2 separate regions of the Rattus norvegicus genome follow, and region 2 is linked to region 1. The links are chromatin contacts, called in public Hi-C maps. All regions are on one chromosome and are shown on one strand. The core of a region is the stretch at or near the end of the contact, and the rest is flanking DNA. Distances in the headings are between cores, read along the strand shown. Region 1 overlaps Frmd5 (FERM domain containing 5). Region 2 holds the start of Ctdspl2 (CTD small phosphatase like 2).

The links. A called contact is a pair of places that touch in the nucleus more often than the background predicts.
Region 2: a Hi-C map of the A7r5 cell line shows a contact between it and region 1, with 6 times the contacts expected there. The contact joins the promoter of Ctdspl2 here to the enhancer-like site in region 1. A contact is called at or near these places in 5 of 12 Hi-C or Micro-C datasets (the A7r5 cell line, the Rat2 cell line, Schwann cells and 2 more) and 1 of 1 datasets of contacts at active chromatin or transcription factors (oligodendrocytes).

Annotation. Positions count from the first base shown.
Region 1 is chr3:128,975,266-128,980,881 of GRCr8, reverse strand. Frmd5 (FERM domain containing 5) reads left to right here. Exons shown (of 14, transcript XM_008762214.4): 5 at 4,788-4,885. Among named protein-coding and RNA genes, the nearest start is that of Wdr76, 68 kb to the right of the region's middle. Within about 2 kb of position 2,336, at least 11 of the 93 cell types and tissues checked have an H3K27ac peak or open chromatin away from gene starts, as enhancers often do. A contact at or near this core is called in the A7r5 cell line, where this site is marked.
Region 2 is chr3:129,365,367-129,370,693 of GRCr8, reverse strand. Ctdspl2 (CTD small phosphatase like 2) reads right to left here and starts at 1,756. Exons shown (of 13, transcript NM_001409574.2): 1 at 1,612-1,756.

The sequences.
Region 1 (5,616 bases), core at 1,087-3,586:
ACCTTTCCGGAAAGGGACAGAAAATGAGTGTTTTGGGCTTTTGGAACCATATGGTCTGTGTCACAACTCCTCGGTTCCATTAGCGCCTTTCGGAAGCAGCCACAGATGATGCATGAATGAATCAAGGCCGTATTCCAGTAAAACCCAGTTCTATTAGAAAGTACACCAGCAGACCCTGTGTGCCAACCCCTGGCTAAGAAATCAGCAGGAGCTGGATTTAAATCTCAGATTATTTTTAGTTACGGGACAGGGCAAACAGCAGTCCTTGTCGGCCCTCAGTTTCCTCGTGTATGAAAATGGGACAGAAACGGCAGCTACTGGTGGAGTCCTTGAGGCCTGAAAGAGGCAGTGTATATGCAACAGCAGACTCTGGGGCATGGCGTGTACTCGCGGAGAGGGGCTAGCATTGGGGTTTTGTTTCCTGCTGCCCGTCTGTCTCCTTTCCTTGATATGTAACTGGGACAGGGTGACCAGTTTCTGTGCTCGAGTACCTGTGATGCTACTGGCCTTATGAAGGACAGAAAGAGATAAGCAAAGTTTTACAAACAAAGCAAGCCAACCGGCCACAGCCAGTGAGATGGCGCCGATAAACATGCTCGCTGAGCAACCCTGAACATGCTGAATTCCATCCCACGGGCATGCGAAATCCCAGGCTCAGAACTCAGCAGGATAGGTGGGGAGGACTGGCTAGAGGCTTGCTGACGTAGAACAGCAGCAGCAGTAAGAGAGGACTGCGTATCCAAGGTGGAGGCCAGCGGTAGGGTTCAGCAGAGAAAGGCACTCACTGACAAGCCTGGAGGTCCGAGTTCAATCCCTGGCACCACCCTGTGGGAAGGAAAGAACCAACTCTCACGAGCTGTCCCCCAACCCCAACACACACATAAATAGAAAATAAAACCTTTGTTTTAGAAATCAGTGTGTGTGTGTGTGTGTGTGTGTGTGTGTGTGTGCGCGCGCGCGCATGCGTGTGCACGCACGCCCCCGGAAACTAGAAGCAGGCATTGAATCCTCTGGAGCTGGAGTTTCAGGCAATAATGAACAGCCTTGTGGGAACTGAACTCAGATTCTCTGAAAGAATCAGTGTTCTTAACCACTGAGCCATCTCTCCAGCCCCATATATAAATTCATGTATGTATATATGTTTTATATGTGTGTGTGTGTGTGTATATATATATACACACACACACACATACATACATTTATACATATACATATATGTTGGGTATAAAGAATATATATATATATATGTAGCCATGAACTTTTTAAAAAAGATTGTCTCTGATTTCCTCTCTGAACCACTGTGAATTGCTCTCTGGTGACACTTTGGTGCCTCTCTCTCCTCTGGTAGATAGATGAATTACTGCAGGCTAGTAAAAGCTCTGGACACAGACTGAGATGGGTAACACTGGACAAGTCATGACACATCCCTGGATATGTCTCTTCAGCGAAGAACTGAGGGACTTCTGCTCCTTAACTCTGGCTCTGAGGAGCAAGAGCTCTTGGCTGGACCCAGCCGGCAGGCCTGGCGGCTGATTGCTCATCTGGCAAACACACAATTGTCCTGATGAAAGAGCCCCACACACCAAGATAACCCCGTAGGCCTTGTGTGGTGGGAGGGCGCTGGAGTCTCACGAGCATGGGCTTAATGATGCTGTGATCGGTTTCAGCACCAAGTCAACCCAAAACTTTCTGGACACCACTGTGGGAGAAAACCAAGGGGACCTTATGAAGATGTTGGTGGATGATTCTGTGAGCTCACCTCTTGCTGTGGTCTAATGACTGCTTTTCCTTAGGACATACGGTGGTGCCCTTTCTTCCTTCCCTCCATTTGCCCTGGCATTGCTTGAGAGTTTTTGTCTCCTCACCCCTGAGGCCTTGCAGCCGTGCTAATAACATCAGAAACCCAAAGGTCTCCCAGCCACACAAAGCTGCATACATTCCAGCTCACCAGGAAATGCTGCCAGGGGCCGACCCACAGCAATGTTAAGCAGCCATCTTCTGTGTGAGGAAGCCAGGCACCTCAGAAACTCTAGAGCAGCTCTCTCAGGCCACAGGAGCACCTCTGACATGCTACCCTGGGGGAACGTTCCTCAGTCTGACACAGAGAATCACCATCTAGGCCTGTGGGTTCTGTTTGAAACACCTCCATTAGTCCAGATTTCAGTCCCAGATGAGCAGCAAGAAAGGAATGATACATGAATCTAAGCCCAGGAAGTGAGCAATGGTTGGGGGCAAAGGTTCTATCCACATCCTGCCAAAACCTGTGGAAGGTGGGAGCTGGAACGGAAAGGCAGGGAAGTACTCGATAGCTCGCCTCTCCCACACACCGTGTGGCATTTCACTGTGGGAAGCAGAGTGCAGACAGGCTGGGTTGGTTAGATCCGTCTTAAGCAGTCACTCTGCATGACGCCAGTGTTTCTTGGCAAATATTTGGGCCAAGTGGGTTTGGTAAAGGAGAGGAAGGGCTCTTACGAACTGCCAGGCAGAACTCCTTCCCTTTCTTTTGCCTTGGGGAAGGTACCATGTATGGACGTGGTCAAAATGATACCTTGGTCACAGGGTTACTTCTGCATTTCCTCGGACTCTGCCTCTTATGGGCATGTCACGTGAGGAGCTTGGTATAAGGTGCAGGCTCCAAATAATACCAGTACTGCTGGTGGACGCTGTACTTGGAGTAGCAAGGCAAGGGGGCCTTGGACAGCTGCCTGATCTTGACTGAGTCTCCATTCTTGGCACCCAGAGCTCACACTCCACTTCCTCCAAAAGTTGTACTGTAGATGGTGATGGTTTTCTCTCTCTCTCTCTCTCTCTCTCTCTCTCTCTCTCTCTCTCTCTCTCTCTCTCTCCCCCCCCCATTTTTACATGATTAATTGGACAAGTAATTCAGACTGAGTTTAAAACAGAGGAAGCCAATTAGCCAAAGAGGCCTAAATTTTGCTGCTAGAAGTCAGTGGAACTGAAGGGGCTCACATTCCATTCCTCCTTGCTCCCCAGGGGTGCCGTGGTCATATGTGGCTGTCTAACAAAGTCTGTCAACCCTAGCTTAGGGTAACTGGCCATCTCAGGCCTTGTATGGGTTGAGAAGCCGGTAGCTTCCAGCTCAGGATCAGTCATGAAGTGGCTGGGACTTGATTCATCTAAAGGCATGTGACTGATGGCAGACAGCACCCCCTCTCCACCAAGGGCCTTTCAGCAGGGCAGTGTAAGTGTTCTCCAGAGAAAGAACAAAGCAGCTGAGTTGACTCGGTGACAAGCCAGTCACTTCCGTTTTGTCACTAACAGCAAAGCACTAAGACCCGCATCTACTCAAGAGGTGAGGATCAAGCATTATCTCATGAAACAAGTGTGTGAAAGAGCCACGGTTGTATTTTTTAAGATTTATTTGTGTATTTATTTAATACATGTGAGTAAACCATCATTGTCTTCAGACACACCAGAAGAGGGCATCAGATCCCACTACAGATGGCTGTGAGCCACCATGTGGTTGCTGGGAATTGAACTCAGGACCTCTGGAAGAGCAGTCAGTGCTCTTAACCGCTGAGCCATCTCTCCAGCCCCCAAGGTTGTATTTTTGACCCACCACAGGGGCCTCCTGGCCACAGGGACCCACTGAAGGGACTGATGTGCCTTGTAGCCTTAGGTCTGCTCTTGTTGGGAGACGTGTGAGAATGTGGTCATCTGTCAGCACACTCTTGTGTCAGACCATCCCACTGTGTCAGGGGCCGTCCAGCTGCCTGAGACGCCACAGAGCAGGTACAGTCTCAGAGGACAGGATCATCCGGTGGTAAAGAGCCAGGGTCCTGACGTTACGAATTTGGATCTGGCCTTTGCCAGGTAGTTGTGTGTCTGTGAGAAAACCACTAAAGCCTGAGCTTTATCTGGACAAAGTGGAGGTAGTAATAACACCTATTTCACAGTGCTGGGTAAGAATGAAATGAGCTATGAGTGGTGAATCATGCAGCATCGGTCCTACCGGACGGGGGCTCGGAGAAGGGACGACTCCTCTTCCCGATACCCTACCTCTACCTCACATGTACACTCTGTGTTCTAAGAGGTGTTAGCCACAGGTCCTGCTTTTATGCTCTCACACGAGTACCGCTTCTCACATTTTTAACTCATTTAAAGTGTGTGTGGTGGGGTGTATCTAGAGGTGTCAAAGGTCAGATACTCTGGAACAAGCTATCAACAGGTTGAGCCACCCAGTGTGGATTCTGGGGACCAAGCATAGACAGTAGCCGTTCTTAACCACCAAAGCTATCTCAGCAGCGCCTCGCGTCTCACTTTTTATTTGGATTTGGAGAGATCTGATTGGCCTCTGCCCATAATTCGCAGGGGAACATCGACTGAAAGCCCCACCCGATCTCTTCCTTTGGCCTCTTCCTTTACCCACCATTCCTTTACTCTGCCAGAGGCCAAGGCAGGTCCATTTCCCCGTCTCTGATGGCTCCATTTTTTTCCAGTTGTATCACACAGCCAGAGGCTGGCTCCTTCCAGATCCCAGCACTTTGGAGGCGGCAAGGAATGGGGGCTTGGGTGATACTTTATACCAGGAAGTGATATATCTGTGCTGAGCCATAGAAATAAGGTATTGATCTGAACCTTCAACAGTTGACAGTGCAGAGCAAAGCGTCTTGAGAGCCTGCACGGAAATGGAAAATGTATTTGTTCTATGATATGGGGAAAAAAACTAATGTAGGACAAGGATTTTGATAGGCTTAAATTACATATTTGTGTCTTTAAAGCAATGAAAACAATCCTTTCTAGTTCATTTTCCGTTGTCTCCACAGGTACTTAGTCTTCCTGCAGATCAAAAGGGATCTCTACCACGGCCGTCTTCTCTGTAAAACATCAGATGCTGCCTTGTTAGCGGCCTATATCCTTCAAGGTAATGACTTTGGACAGAATAAATTTGTTTTTCATGCTAAGTCCTGATTACATTATTCCATTTACCACAGATGACGACTTCTTAGATCAAAACAGTTTCTAACTTGAAGCAGTGTCTGAGTTAAAGGATTTTGCCTGGACCATCCAGAGCCAAAAAGCCCAGCGCCCTCCTGTACCTAAGGCCCCATGGCCAGCCCCCTGAGTCATCTTGACCTCTGTGGGCTTATGCTGTACCCGGCATGCTAGTGTTTCTGGGATACTGGGGAGTAATCAGGAACCACCTGCTCCCACCCTCCTGCGACTCGACGAGGTCTGAGGCATGATGGGATCCTGGTATCTATTTTGCAGAGCTCTCTGCTGAGAGTGTTCAATGTTTCAAGTATTCTCAAGTGAGAAGCCATTTCTTGATGCTGACAAGGAAGAGCTGAGCTTCTTGGTGCTGTTTTCCAGACCAGCTGTGGTAATCTGTCAGGAAAGTGTGGGGCATCGGCCAGGCCCTTCTCTCACAAAACGCTGAGGGCACTCAAGGGCCACCCCTCAGAATTTTCTTAGTCCTCCTGCCTGAAACTGTCATTAACCACAGCATTGTTTTGGACATAAAACCATGAAGTTCCCATTAAAAACATGAACCCCTGATTGTGTGTCAGGAAACTCTCAGAAGCAACTAATGGAGAACCTGCAAAGAGCTCGCTGCAGGAGAAATGTCAGACCTATGGTATAAGGAGGGAAGTG
Region 2 (5,327 bases), core at 507-3,006, 390 kb before region 1:
CTACCTATAAACTAAATTGTATCAAAAACCACCCCCCAAAACATCGTTAAAACAGAGAAAGCCTGCTCTAGAAATAATTTATCCTAATTCTTCTGAGTAGCAGCATAATTGGTCCTATTTTAAAATAAAATGACTCAATAAGTATTTAGTATGTCTAAACTTTCACTCCCCAAGCCCCTAAATCAAACAATCCTAGAAAAGCAGTGAGGCCCAGCTCATTCCTAAAACTACGTCATATGAGAGCTATATTTTACCTTGGCTTTCTTTATGACCTTGGGCTAAGTCTTTCAAATAAAACTATAATGATGTTTGCATGTGCCTGCTTATTACTGAAATTTAATCCTAATATGTGAACAGCAAGTGAAATACTCTAGGCTGCACCTATGAGAATGAGAAACAGTAACTGATATGTAATATAAGCCATGTTTTAATCTTCATTTTTATTCCCAAGGAAAACACCTATAATGCCGCAAATTCAACATGGCCAAAGCATTCAAAAAACCGAGGAACTCTTTATTTAAAAAAAAAAAAAAGTAAAAAATAGCTTCCACATGTCATTTTACTCTTTCGCTTTTATAGAGATAATTGCTGGACCACACAAATGTAACTTGGCATTTGATGAATCGAAATAAGCAATCTACAATCTAAAAATTATGTAGATAAGCCTATCATTTCAAGGCACTAATTTGTATGCGGATGTAAACGTAATCTTGGTATTGTCTTAGTAGCATGAGAAAGATAAATTCCTGCCTTGGAGTAATGTCTTCTAAGGATACTCATCTCAGCAGCTTAGGGTAGTGTCTCAGCAGCATCTCAGTAGGTTTCCCTGAGGTACTCTTAAAGTGTTTAAAATCATTCACACATTCAGCTACCACTAGGGCGAGAAGTAAATAAACACCATTTACTTATGCAATTAATTTTCACAGAATCCTGGTCAAGAACGCAAAAGTAAATTCGTAAGTAAACTCATACGGATATACCCAAAGTAAACAGCACGTTAAGTATAATTAAGACTCACCCTTAACTAACCACTATGGAAATCGGAGGCTTCCTACATAAGCTGGTTTTTACTACCACACTTGATTTCTAACAGTAGTAATGTCAACTCAACATTTTTCCAGTACAGAAGACGGACAGAAGTTCCAGTTACCTCTTTCCAGATTCTCAAAGGGTGTTTGTAAGAGCTCAAGTACAGAGAGCAACGCCCCCCTAATGCACCCTACAAGAATGAAATACCGAAAACATTACGTGGGTCCACAAGAAGGTTCGAAAAGGCAATCCAACTTAATTAGCTCTAAGGTCCACGGGGTCGGAGACTAGGAACGTGAGATGGGGCTGGGGGTGGGTGAAATCGAACCCCAGAAATCACAACACAGGCCGCAGCCTGAGAACTGAAGCTGGCGGGAAGTGAGCTCCCTTGCCGTTCCCTGGGGAAAGTCCAAACCAGAGCGGCTTCCACATAGTGAACGTACAAGGCGCCAACAGTGCATGCCTACGGACGTGCTGGAACCGCTGAAGGCTCGGCTTGAGAAGGGGAGGAGATCCCGGCAGACGGCCCTGGGAGAGGACTGAGCTTCGGAGCAACGGCAGCGTTTGGACCAAGGGAATTACCTTCACTGTGACGACAGAAAAGTGTCCTCGGGCTCCGGCGATGGTCCCAACTGCGCAATAGGTGGTGTCTTTCCCGCTTATCCCTCAGCAGCAACAGAACCAGCTCCTTCAGCCAGTCGCCATTTCCCGCCTACCGACCTGCTGCACCGCACGGACAGGGACCCGGATGGAAAGCGGCCTCCCCGCGCAGGCGCTCTGGCTTCCTCCTCCCCCGCCCGCCACTATCCGGAGAGGCGGGAGGGAAGGAATGCGGGAGGCCTGGGCGGCAGCGGGTAAAAGAGAACCAACTTTTACTTCCGTGAAGAGGCAAAAGTTTCTGCCGCCTTAGGGAACTCACCAGTGCGAATTCCTGACTAAAAGAAAAACAAGAAACAAAAAACAAAGAAAAATGAGCACAGGGCTTTAGGGCCCGAGGAGTCAGACTGGACGCAGCCTCCGAGGGGGCTCGGAGCGTGAGGGACGTTTGTACTTCGGGGGCCTCCGTAGCGAGCTGCGGGGTGGTCGCAGGGGGAGTAGGGAGGAAAGCGTTAGCAGCAGAGGCGGGGACGCCGGGGGCGGTTTTCCCTCCCGCCGCTAACGGAACCGCCTAGGGCCGGGCGACGCGGAGAGCGCGCCCTAGCCCGGGAGGCGGGGTTTAAGAACGCGCCGCGCACCCGGCAGCCAGGGTTAGTGACTAGGCGGCGGTGGGTGGAGCCGGCGGGAAGGGGCGGTGCTAACGGCTTGGCGCGCTGGAGCCGGAGCCAGTACCGAGCGCTCCCCAAGGCCAGACCCATCCTGGTGCCGGTGCTTTTGGAGATTCGCGGGGTGTCCCCGAGGTTCTCTTCCTAGCTCACTTTTCTAGCGGAAACCCCTGTTGTCCTCGGACCTGTGAAAGAGACGGTTACCCTTCCCTTCCTCGCGATGTGGGCGGTGATCCTGTACACTTAAAACTCGAGTCTTTCAAGTGGATTTTCACACACGACTGTGGACTTCATCTAGAATCTACATGGTTCTTAACCTTCTTGATGCTGGAACCCTTTAAGACAGTTCCTCATGTGTGGTGACCCACCAACCATAAAATTATCTTTGTTGCTACTTCATAGCTGTAATTTTGCTACTGTTATGAATCGTAATGTAAATATCTGTTTTCCTATGATCCTTGTCCAACCGGTGGTTTGACCTTTTAAGGGTCGCAACCCATAGGTTGAGAAACACTGGTCTAGATGGAGCTTTTGACTGAAATTCCAAGCTGTTCTCATTATTCTATAACAAATGTTGATTGAGAACATGCTGTGTAACTGAATTAGGAAAAGCAGTCACTGCGTTCCCAGAGTTAACACTCCACCAAAGAAGACGGGTAAGGGCGTGACAAAATTAATTATAGATGAGAAATAATAAGCGTAGTAGGATAGCATGTGATTATGCCAGCGACAGGGTCTGGGGAGCTTTCCATAAGACTTACCTAAGTGGGCTGGAGAGATGGCTCAGCCGTTAAAGGCTAGGCTCACAACCAAAAATATAAGACTTCCCTAAGTGAAGCATAAATGAGAGTTGATTTTGTAAAAGTTGTGTTCTTAGAAAACGGAAACAGGGTTGGGGATTTAGCTCAGTGGTAGAGCGCTTGCCTAGCAAGCGCAAGACCCTGGGTTCGGTCCCCAGCTCCGGAAAAAAAAAAAAAAAGGAAAAAAAAAAAAAAAAGAAAGAAAACGGAAACAAAGGAAAATCCCAAGATAGAATCGTGTAGGGCCACTATCTGTAGAAAAAGAGGGAGTGGGGTAATGGCCGGACAATAGCGTGTGAGGCAGAAAGGTATATGTAGAAGTGTAGAGTGCTCTTGTCAATATTGTTTCTCCTTGAGTCGGTGGGTTGTCATGATCCTGTTAGAGCTGAGTCCATTTGCAATTTAAATCTTCCCAAGCACAGAATTGGTTTCAGACTGAGCATGGTGCAACCGGCCAGTTAATCATAAGGCTCGATTACTGAGGCAGGGGATTTAAAAGTTCCAAAGAGCCTGACCAGCTCAATGAGAACGTGGCTCCAAAAGAAGAGAGAAAAGGTAAAGAAATCTTTGAATAAAACATTGAGAGCCGATGGTATACCGAGCACAGAAGAAATTGAGAGTCCATATAATCAGATTCCTGAAAGGCTAACTGAAAATCAAAAACTAATGATTATCTAGTGTGTATGATGGAAAGTAATAGAATGTAAACCGAGCAGTTATCCCTATTGAGTACTAAAATTATTTTGTATACGTTTTTATTTCGTGTATTTGTGTAGGCGCACACATACCACTGTTAAATGTGAAGGTCAGAGGACAATTCTGAGAATCTCTCATGCCACCTTGTGTAATTCAGAAATGACACTGAGATCATTAGGCCTCCGCAGAACCGCAGATTATCGATCTCTCTTGCTCTTGCTCTCTTGTTTTTACATGTATGAGTGTTTTACTTGCATGTTTACCGGTGTCTTGTGCCATAGAAAGCCAGAAGAGGGCGCTGGATCTCAGAACTCTGGAAGAATGAAAAACGCACGAAAGAGTCTGTGAATGGCATGTTTTACTTTTTTAGAACCATGCAAGTTTGAAATAACTTTTTGTAATAAGTTAATTTTTATTTAAAAATGTTTAGAGTTCTAGAGAAGAGCCCTGGCTACTGTTACGGGCCACCATGTTGAGTTCTCAGCACCCAATTGTTAGCTATAACTGCAGCTTCAGGAGATATGACACCTCTGGCATCAGGAGGCACCTACACACACTTGGACTACACACACACCACAATTTTAACTAAAGAAATTACAGTTGGGGTAAAGGCCCATTTTGTCTATTATACCTCTGGGTAGTGTTAAGATTATCAGAGATGGGTCAGCTGCTCTTCCAGAGGACTTGGGTTCAATTCCCAGAACCCACATGGCAGTTCAAAACTAACTCCATTTCGAGGGGATCCAACACCCTCACAGACATATATGCAGGCAAAATACCAATGCACATGAAATAAAAATGAGTAAATGAGTTATTAAAAATAATCTTGAGGTTGGGGATTTAGCGGTAGAGTGCTTGCCTAGCAAGCGCAAGGTCCTGGGTTCGGTCCCCAGCTCCGAAAAAAAAAGAAAAGAAAAAAAAATAATCTTGAAAAAAGATAGGCTTCCTACATTCAGAAAAGTTGCAGTTTGTAAGCTGGAATGTTTTTTGCAATTTATGAACTTTTCTCTTTTCAGTTATTTTTTGGTTTGGGGTATGGTGGGGCGGGGCTGTTTTCAGGCAACATTTTATGTTTCCAAGACTGGCCTCAGACTCACTATGGATACAAGACTACCTCCTGCCTCATCTTCCAAGTGCTGGATTACAGGTGTGCTTGCCCTCTAAACCCATTTCCACCAACAAAGAATAAAATGCTTTTCACCTTATCACTTATTTACTCTCTGGTCTACTTCTACTATCTCCACACCCTTATTACCAAATGAAATAAGTCTAAATATGAGTTTCACTTTAAATGTATAGGTGTTCCATCCATATCCTAGGATAAAGGACACACCTAAAGGCTGTTAGATGAGATTATTTTTCTACAATCTCATTCTAATAAGATTATTTATAAAGCACTCAGCAAGGTGCTTTTTTTTTTCTTTCTTTTTTTTTTTTTTTTTTTTTTTGGAGCTGAGGATAGAACTCAGGGCCTTGCGATTGCTAGGCAAGCGCTCTACCACTGAGCTAAATCCCCAACCCTGGTGCTTTTCTTCTTAAT